2 separate regions of the Mus musculus genome follow, and region 1 is linked to region 2. Evidence: chromatin contacts called from public Hi-C data. All regions are on one chromosome and are shown on one strand. Each heading gives the region's core, a stretch centred on a gene start, on an enhancer-like site or on the middle of the called end of the contact. The rest is flanking DNA. Distances are from core to core; before and after follow the strand shown. Region 1 overlaps Usp29 (ubiquitin specific peptidase 29). Region 2 holds the start of Zim1 (zinc finger, imprinted 1).

Region 1 (4,666 bases), core at 1,325-3,824, 81 kb before region 2:
CTTGACATTATCTTTTGCAGCTCTTGTACTGAACAGATATAATTCTTCTTGTTTTGTTTAATCCAATTAGAGTTTATTTTTCTTTCAGTGATACATGAAATAGACATTACAAATAAAATCCTTGCCTTGGACCCTTGAGCCTCTCAGACAGGAAACATTCAAGCCATCCCTGGCCCTCCCTCTTCTTCATTCTCCATATCCAGAGACCATGCTTTTATGAAAACAGATATCTACTCATATGTGTCTCCAACTTCTTTTCTGTTTTCTAATCTTTCATGTATGTATGTATGTATGTATGTATGTATGTATGTATGTATGTATGTGAGAGTGTGTACCACAGTGAAATTGTGGTAGATAGAGGACATCTCTCAGAAATCAAGTTATCTTCTTCTGCCATGTGGGTCCTGGGGACCGAATTCAAGTTGTCAGTCTTGGCAGCAAGCATCTTTACCCACTGAGCCATCTCACCATCCCCTGAGTCTCCTAATTAAACACATCTATGTTATAACCTTTCACAGTGACACATCTCCCCCATTACATGGGTAGTTCACTCCACCTCGAGTTCTGCATCGCACTGCTACTTTTCTTAACTTCCCCTCCCCCTTCCTTCAATCCCAGGAAAGGCACTTCCAAAACACAAGCCTAACTTCTATCCGCTGGAGCCATTTCCTCTACGACATGGAAACTCTTAATTGCTAAAGTAAACACATACGCATACACATGCACACATACACACACACAATCATATATGCAGAAACACACACAAAACACACCAAAACAAAGAGAGACAAACACAGAGACACAAAGACACAGAGATTAAGAGAGAGAGACAGAGAGACAGAGACAGAGAGACAGAGCAAGATTACTGAAATACAACTGATAAGCCCAGAGGCCGTTTACTACAGATGTAGCTGCATATGGACTCCTCATAAAGTTCAGCAGAAATCTCTCATTGTCCATCTCTAGCTCTGATTCACTTCCAGGAATTGTCTCTAGCATATCCAAGGAAATACTCTTTATTTGGTCCAAACTAGGGTGTATGTCTCATCCCCAAACCACCTATAGTGACTTCTGAGGATCTAATGACTGTTACAGGAGCTGGGAAGAAAAGCACCAAGGTGGAGAGGTTGAGGTTGTCTTCCAAAGCACAAGGTAATTTTGTGGGTCTTTAAAATACTGGTAGCCATTGAGATGGCTGAAGGTAAAGGCACTTGCTGCCAAGCCTGAGGACTAAAGTTCAAGCCCTGGTGGAAAGAGAGAACTGACTCCCACGCGCTGTCTTCTGACTTTCACTAGTGTCCTGTATGCTCATGCACCTAGACAATATACACAAAATTAAAAAATAGATGTGATATTGTTTTTTTTAAGTGAACACTTTATATTGGTATACCCACCTAAAATGTACCAGGACCCCCAGGGTCAAGCTCAAGGTAAATGTATAGCTCTTTGTGGCTTCCTCTGGAGCCCTGTCTTACAGCCATCACTATAGCTTATATACCCTAGGTAGAATGCATGTTTGATGTCTCTGTCTCTGACCCTTAGACTTCTGTACGTTTCTAACCTCACAAAATACTCAGTCACACCATTACCCTTTTTAGCAATCTTATGCTCCACTTGGGGCCTCAACAACCTTAGCTGTTCCTTGAAGGAGATCCTCATCCCCTCTCCCCTCCCCCTACCAGACCCCACAAGAATAAGACTTTATGCGGAAGGTAGATGTTTACTGTTAGGAAAATAAAGCACTTTTGAACATGTATGTAGTGCAAGCTGAGTACTTGTAACCCCAACCTTTCTATCAAACCTATCTGCCCTGTCCCCTCCCCACAAATCTGTCACATCATATCTATTTATGTTGTTTGTGACCCACTGAGATTAATCAGGGCCACGTGTGAGACTATAGGTTTGAAGCTATGGGAGTCTGGCAGGTTCAGCAGAGGAGACACAACCAAAGATGGTGATCCCCACTCCCATCCCAGAGTCTATCAATAGTCAGTAGTTTTGACATAAAAGGAGGGCCTCCCCCTCCCCTGACTGATGGTTGACAGAGCTGGTCTTGTGGGGGTAGAGCGCAGGAATTCACAGTCGCTGTGAGTTAATGGTTGTGTGGAATCCAGAGAATGGCATTTCACAGTTTATTCTTATCTCTCAGTTCAGATGTGCTCCCCTCCTCCCTCTCCTGGAAGTTGTTCACTGAGCCTTAGAGAGGGGGGTAGAAGCCACCTAAGGCTGAGACGGGTCTCTTATTTTCTGCATCTTGGGCAGTTGTGAGTGTCTGCATTCACTACTCTTCATAGAAGGAGACGCTTCTGTGGCTGCTTTTGACTCTCTAAGCATCAGCATTTAGAAGGCACTTGATGTTTGTGTTCCGTTTATGTTGTCTAATCCTTAGAGAAACTAGCCATCTTCCTGATTTGCCAGGACCATATCTCTCTACCTGTATCCCCACCACAGATCGGCCTAGTATAATACACAATCTGTGTGGCTAGCCATGGCTTGGGAGTGCATGACCCACAGCAGGCCAGCTAAGGCTATTCTTCTAGGTGCAAAGGAAGCTGGCCTTCCTCACACAGATAAATGACCTGAGAGTGATCATCTATCCCCATGCTCTTATGGGGAAGCTTTGCGTGACAGTGCCCTGCCAGTGTACAGGCTCAAATAGAGAAGAGACAGCTGCTGGCTACATTCCATCACCCCAGGACAGCTACACCCTCTCCTCCCTGACAGCCAGTTCCTGGAGCCAAGAAATTCTCCCCCCCAACACACACCCTTGCTGAAACTGGTTTGAGAACTCTGTCATCCTCAGTCCTCCAAGCCAAGCAGGGGCCCCTGCTGTTCCATGCATTGGCCATGTGTATTAACTGAAAAACCTTCCTCGGCAGGGTGAGGCTTGCAGTGAAATCTGTTGGGGCCATTTATTTTACCATGTAGAGTCCTACATGATCACACATTGGGAAAGACATACATTTTTGTGAAGCATGTACTGAAAAAATTGTCCATGTACTGAAAAAAAATGATTTTAATGCACAATGGCTGCCATTTGAGACACCACTTACGAGGAGGGTACATGACTACCCTCCTCGTAATCATGGATTGCATGAGAAAGCTGTCAAAATGAATCAAATTTCAGAGACACAATACAGCAGGTGTTAGCTGAGGTTGGAATCTATGCAGTGACCCCGCCTCCCCCCACCCCCAATCCCAGCCCCACAGGCAACTAGCTGTGTGCCCAAGGCATGTTATAAGCCCTTTCTGGTCCTTAGTGTCTTCCTGGGTAAAAATGAGCATGATAGTAAATATGTAAAAGGCCTTCCAGGATGGGTGGCGAGGACCAAGTAGGAGAGTTGATGCAAAGCACACAGAACCGTGCCACGCGTTTGGAAAGCCCAAATAAGTACAAGCTGTGGCTCACCTCCCACTTTTGCTGAGTGTTTCATAGAAAGAGGCAGGCAGAAAATATTTGCCGTGCCACCAAAAATATCAGAGAGAAGAGGGAAAACACAGCGATGGGGCTGAATAGGAGGATCCCACCATCTGAATACCCCAGCAGGCCTTCCTTAGAATAGCTACGATGGATCCCACACCATATGTCCTCTTCTCCTGCCAAATGCTTAGTGGCTTTCCTCTGAGGTAGTTTCTTCCCTGGCTCTCATTTCCTAAAGCTCAGCAGAGCTGAGTCCTTAGCTGAATCTAGGATTGGGATGCTCACACACATGATCCAGCCAAGGTCACCAGAGCCCGACCTGTGCTTCTTGCTGAGGCGTGAAAGTTCTCAAGGGGACACTGACAATGATTGTTATGGGCTAAGAAGTTTGTTGGGAGAGGTATTAATGGCACAGGCAGACAGATAAACAACAGTATGGTGGGAACACAGGAGATTCTGGTCCCTAGTGCCATTAAGGCACAACATAGTAGAAATTCTGAAGAGAAAAGCAGGCCCTTGTGGTGGAGTTGAGGGTCCTTCCTGAGAACAGGTTGGGGGTTCACAGCCATGCTCACTGATTCCCCCATCAGGAGCTAAAAGAGAGAGTGGGGAGCAGGATGTGTCAATACCCTGTACCTTCTTTGATGTAAACTTACTTCCGTGGCTAGAGACACTGGCATCTGGAAATCTGTTAGCTTCTCAGAGGATGCTCTCAAGAGACACCTGTCAGTATCTCCCAGAAGGGTGTGGCTTCTCTGGGGTTTGTGGTGGGAGCAGCAGTCTGCTCTGGATTCTAAAAAGGTTATGTTATACTTTAGTTTCTATTGCTATGATAAAATGCCCGGACAAAAGTAATTTGGAAAGAAAGCATTTAGTTTAGCTCACTACTCCAGGCAACAATCCATCCTAGTAGGAAGCCAATGAAGCAGGAACTTGAAACAGCTGGTCGCATGATATTCAAAGAGGGATGAGTTAATGCCTGCTAGCTGGTATTCACTTTCTCCCCTCCTATACAGTCCAGGACCCAAGCACAAGGACTGGTCCCACTTACTGTTAGACGGAATGTTCTCATGCCAATGACAGACTCAAGGCAATCCACAGACATGCCTAGAGGCCTACCTGATCTAGACAGTTCTTCATGTTAGCACTAACCATCACAGCTTGTGGAGCTGGACCTCCCAGGGGTCACCCTGCTGTGAGCTGAGGAGATCCTAGCTGAGTTCAACTGAGAAAAAAAGTAGAGAA
Region 2 (4,332 bases), core at 1,287-3,786:
GTTAACTATAGTTGTGATAATAAGGGGTGATTCACAGCCATCTAACTCCAGTTCCAGGTGATTCAACGCCATCTTCTAGCCTCCGCAGGTTCCTGTACACGTGGTATATACACATATACTCAGGCACACATACACATATACATTAAAACAAAAGAACCTTAAGCCATAGATCTACCTAGCTGGACATGGTAGTATACACCTTTCATTTCAGCACTCAAGAGGCAGATGCATCTCTGGATTTGAGACCAGCCTGGACTACATAGAGAAACTGTCTCAAAACAAACAACAAAACTTTTCAACGGCACACAAGTGCTTCTTGTTCATACCACTGGGATATGTTCAAGGTTGGCTAGGTGACACTACTTACATTTGACCAGCCAGGTGAACCGAGCCTGCTCTTATGTCTGGTGCTAACTGGTGGTGACCTAACCTAGGTTCTGGGTACAGCATTTCAGTCTTAGTTCCCCTTTCTGTTGATGTGATCAGTTACTCTGACCAAAGGAACTTAAAGGAGAAAGAGTTTATTTTATCTCAGAATTCAAGTATGTGGGAGCATCATAGGAGCATGGGGGTGGGAATCCAAAGCAGCAGGAGCCTGAAGCAGCTGGCCATATCACTGCCATGACGATGAGGATACAGAGAGTGCTGAATGCATGCAGTCCACTCTCTCCCTGACCTGAGAATGGTTCCACCCACAGTTATGATGGGTCTTACCTCCGATAACATAATCAAGATAATCACCCCACCCAGACAGGCTGCCCATCTTCCCAGTGATTCTAGATATTGCCAAGTTGACAACACTAACCATCTGAATGAGGGTGAGAGATTACTTTCTGTTTGTTTGTTTAGTGTGTGTGTGTGTATATGTGTCCTTGTGGAGGTCAGAGAACAATTTGTGGAACTCTTTTCTCTCCTTCCACAGCTGTGGGTCCTCAGATTGACCCCGTAGGGTTTCTGTGAAGAGACACCATGACCATGGCAAGTCTTATAAAGGAAAACATTTAGTTGGGGCTGGCTGACAGTTCAGAGGTTTAGTCTGTTGTCATTACGGTGGGACCCAAGGCATAGTGCTGAGAGGTACCTGAGAGTTCTACATCTGGATCTGCAGACAGCAAGAAGAGACTATGAGCCACTAGTCCTGGCTTGAGTTTCTGAAACCTCAAAGCCTGGCTGGAATGATGCTGTTCCTCCAACAAGGTCACACCTGCTCCAGTGATGCCACACCTTCTAAGATTCACTTCCTGTGAATCTATCGGGGCCATTTTCATTCAAACCTCCACACCAAGAGAATCAGTGAACAACCCGTTGACACTTAGGAGTCAGTGCTACCCACTTCATTCTGTTGGCTAAAGCAAACTTCCTGGAATAAGGAAGTTTGTATTCCACCTTCAGGAGAGAAATTGCATACCCTACAACAGAGGGTGTGAATATTACGAAGCATTAATGATGTATCTGCAGGGATAGTGGGCACATTTTTCTCCCCCTGACATACCTATAATCCTCAACACCCTATAATCCCTGTACAACAGTGGGAAGCTTAGCCCAGATCAGCGGTGAAGGGGATACCACTTGTAGAAGCCGAGGAGTCTTTCTACTAGCTGAGAAATACTCCCTGTACTGGCTAGTTTTGTGTCAACTTGACACAGCTGGAGTTATCACAGAGAAAGGAGCTTTAGTTGAGGAAATGCCTCCATGAGATCCAACTGTAAGGCTTTTTCTGAATTAGTGATCAAGGGAGAAAGGCCCCTTGTGGGTGGGACCATCTCTGGGCTGGTAGTCTTGGTTCTATAAGAGAGCAGCTGAGCAAGCCAGGGGAAGCAAGCCAGTTAAGAACATCCCTCCATGGCCTCTGCATCAGCTCCTGCTCCCTGACCTGCTTGAGTTCCAGTCCTGACTTCTTCAGTGATGAACAGCAATGTGGAAATGTAAGGTGAATAAACCCTTTCCTCCTCAACTGCTTCTTGGTCATGATGTTTGTGCAGGAATAGAAACCCTGACTAAGACGCTCCCCAAGTCTACGCTGTGACTTTAATGGTAAAGTAGGTCTAGAAGCAAAGAAGTGAAAACAGAAGAGTGCTGGTGACTCCGTCCAGTAATCCCAGCTCAGGGCAAGGGGATCCTGAGGTTGAGGTCTACATAGTGAAACCCTGTCCCAAACCAAACCAAACCACTCTACCTCAGCGTGTCATCACATAATCTTAAAAATCTTTCCCTTTTCTACCATCGGCCTCTATCAATTTAGAAATTTTACTACCGAAGGAAATTTTTCCACCAGGAGACGCAATTTCTCTATAGTACTAGAAGTGGAGCCACAGAAGGGCAGAGCGTCTGAGGAACGCTTATAGCGAGCGCATCTTGCTGGGGACTACATTTCCCACAGGTCCCAGCGCGCTGTGCCGGGTGCTGGGCGCTCCATAGCCTGGAGCCTCAGGCTGGACGGCGTGAGACCTTCTGGGACATGTAGTCCTGTGGGCGGTGCCCTAGAGCTGGGGACTTGGGTTTTGAAAGTCATCCCGCGGCATTCCACTCCGGGTGGCCGCAGGCTGCGGTGCCTGGAGGCGAGTGCGGACGGACGGATAACCAAGCGCGAGGACGAGAGGCAAGAACACGGGAGAGGACTGAGAGGGCAGGGTGTCTGCATGCTGGGTGGGTCCCCACCCTATCACAGCTCTGTAGAGGACAGTGGTCTGGGTAGGGGGTGTGCGAGGGAATAGTGTGGCACAGCTCTTAGACATACTTCTGCTACGTTATGGAGATTTGTGTAACTCCTATTTGGAGGGTTTGGTCCCTGCAATGTGTCAGCTTTCTTCCACAACTTTACGTTTATGGGTGGCTTAGTTTGTCTCGCCTGTGTGGTTGTAGTTGGTCCTAGCTGGGTTGTTTGAACACTGTAGACTCGAATTCTCTTCTTATGTGGGTGTGCGTGAGCTTGTGTTCTACTTTGTAACTGTATCTGTTTTTGTATACGGATGAGCTGTAGTTGTGAGTTTTGCCCAACTGCCTGACTGTGCTGATGTGGTCAAGTGTGATTATATGATCTTGTATTTGTGTGTTGGGAAATGTGTCTGTATTTGAGCCCGACTATGTGTCTCATTCTGTGGATCTACTAATATAGATTTTATGTAATAACACTGTGAGTGTGAATTTTTAAATTTAATTAATTAATTAATTTTGTGTGTTTGTATGTGTGTGTAGGTCTTTGGACAACTCACAACAGCCTGTTTTTTCCTACTATGTGGGTCCCAGCGATGGAACTCGAGTTATAAGGCTTGGCAGCAATCGCCTTTACCAGCTGAACCAGCTAGCTGGTCCCAGATTGTGAGTTCATAGTATGCCTGGCAGAGGGAGGTTGTGCAGATTTTAGGTTGTATTTGTATCTGTGGTATGGCGGGGAATGTGTTGGGATGGTTGAAGGAGTTGGGGCTCAATTCAACTGTGGATTTACATGGCCTGGGTTTGTATATAGTTCGTGAATTGCATCTTACTGATTTGTATGCAATTGATTCTATTCCATTGGGTTGTTTATGTGTATTTGAGTATTCATATGTGTTTGCTTATATGTAAGTAAGGGTGATAGTTTGTGCATATAGCATCTCGTCTAGGTGATCAATGAGTTTGGTCACTAACACATTGGTATGCTCTCTGGATAGCTATTAGCTAAACTTGTGGATATCCAAGGCAAGGTTGCAGCCAGGCCAGGCATTTCTCCCCTACCTAGTGGCCGGTGAGCAGTATGAAACCCTGGATAATTTCGACCCAAGCCCAGAAGACAGCCCCGAAGTCCCATTCAGGCAAATGTCCTGTTCTAGGACTGAGGTGTCGGGGTGGCTACTGTGCTGTGGAAGGGACCAAATAGAGGTGTCTTTGCTTTTTTTCTAGAATGTACCTGCTGGCTTTGGGGAACAGGGCAGACTATAGAGCCTGGTGAAGGGTAAGCAGGGATCCAGACTGGGAATTGAGTTTCTGAGCCACAGAGCAACCGAGTCTCTGGACGTCTTTAGACAGCAGTAGGAGAGGAGAGAAGATAAGAAATGGGGGAAACTAGAGTTGGCTCAGAGGAGGGCGTTGTGGTGTATTCTTCAGGACACAGAGCCAGGCATTACAAAGTAGGATCTAGAAGCCCTGGTGACATATTAGTCTAATGGACCAGGAGGAAATGATCCCAGACTTTAGACATATAAGCTGGGAGTCAGAGGAACCAGTTAGTCACTTGATTTGATGGACCTTAAAGGGATGATTTTAGAGAGACTCCAAGGGGGTTAGGCTATATAGGGAACAATGGGGGGGGGTTCAGAAGGTCTCTGGGGCTCCACACAGGGCATGTATGAAGGT

Evidence for each region. A called contact is a pair of places that touch in the nucleus more often than the background predicts.
Region 1: a contact with region 2 is called in a Hi-C map of myocytes, with 3 times the contacts expected there. The contact joins the enhancer-like site here to the promoter of Zim1 in region 2. A contact is called at or near these places in 6 of 484 Hi-C or Micro-C datasets (the Patski cell line, muscle stem cells, myocytes and 1 more), 1 of 115 datasets of contacts at active chromatin or transcription factors (embryonic stem cells) and 2 of 9 other capture datasets (adipose tissue and pancreatic islet).

The regions. Positions count from the first base shown.
Region 1 is chr7:6,775,344-6,780,009 of GRCm38.p6, reverse strand. All of the region lies in intron 2 of Usp29 (ubiquitin specific peptidase 29), which reads right to left. Among named protein-coding and RNA genes, the nearest start is that of Mir3099, 26 kb to the left of the region's middle. Within about 2 kb of position 2,574, at least 67 of the 459 cell types and tissues checked have an H3K27ac peak or open chromatin away from gene starts, as enhancers often do. A contact at or near this core is called in muscle stem cells and myocytes, where this site is marked.
Region 2 is chr7:6,694,636-6,698,967 of GRCm38.p6, reverse strand. Zim1 (zinc finger, imprinted 1) reads left to right here and starts at 2,536. Exons shown (of 8, transcript NM_011769.4): 1 at 2,536-2,599; 2 at 3,196-3,318.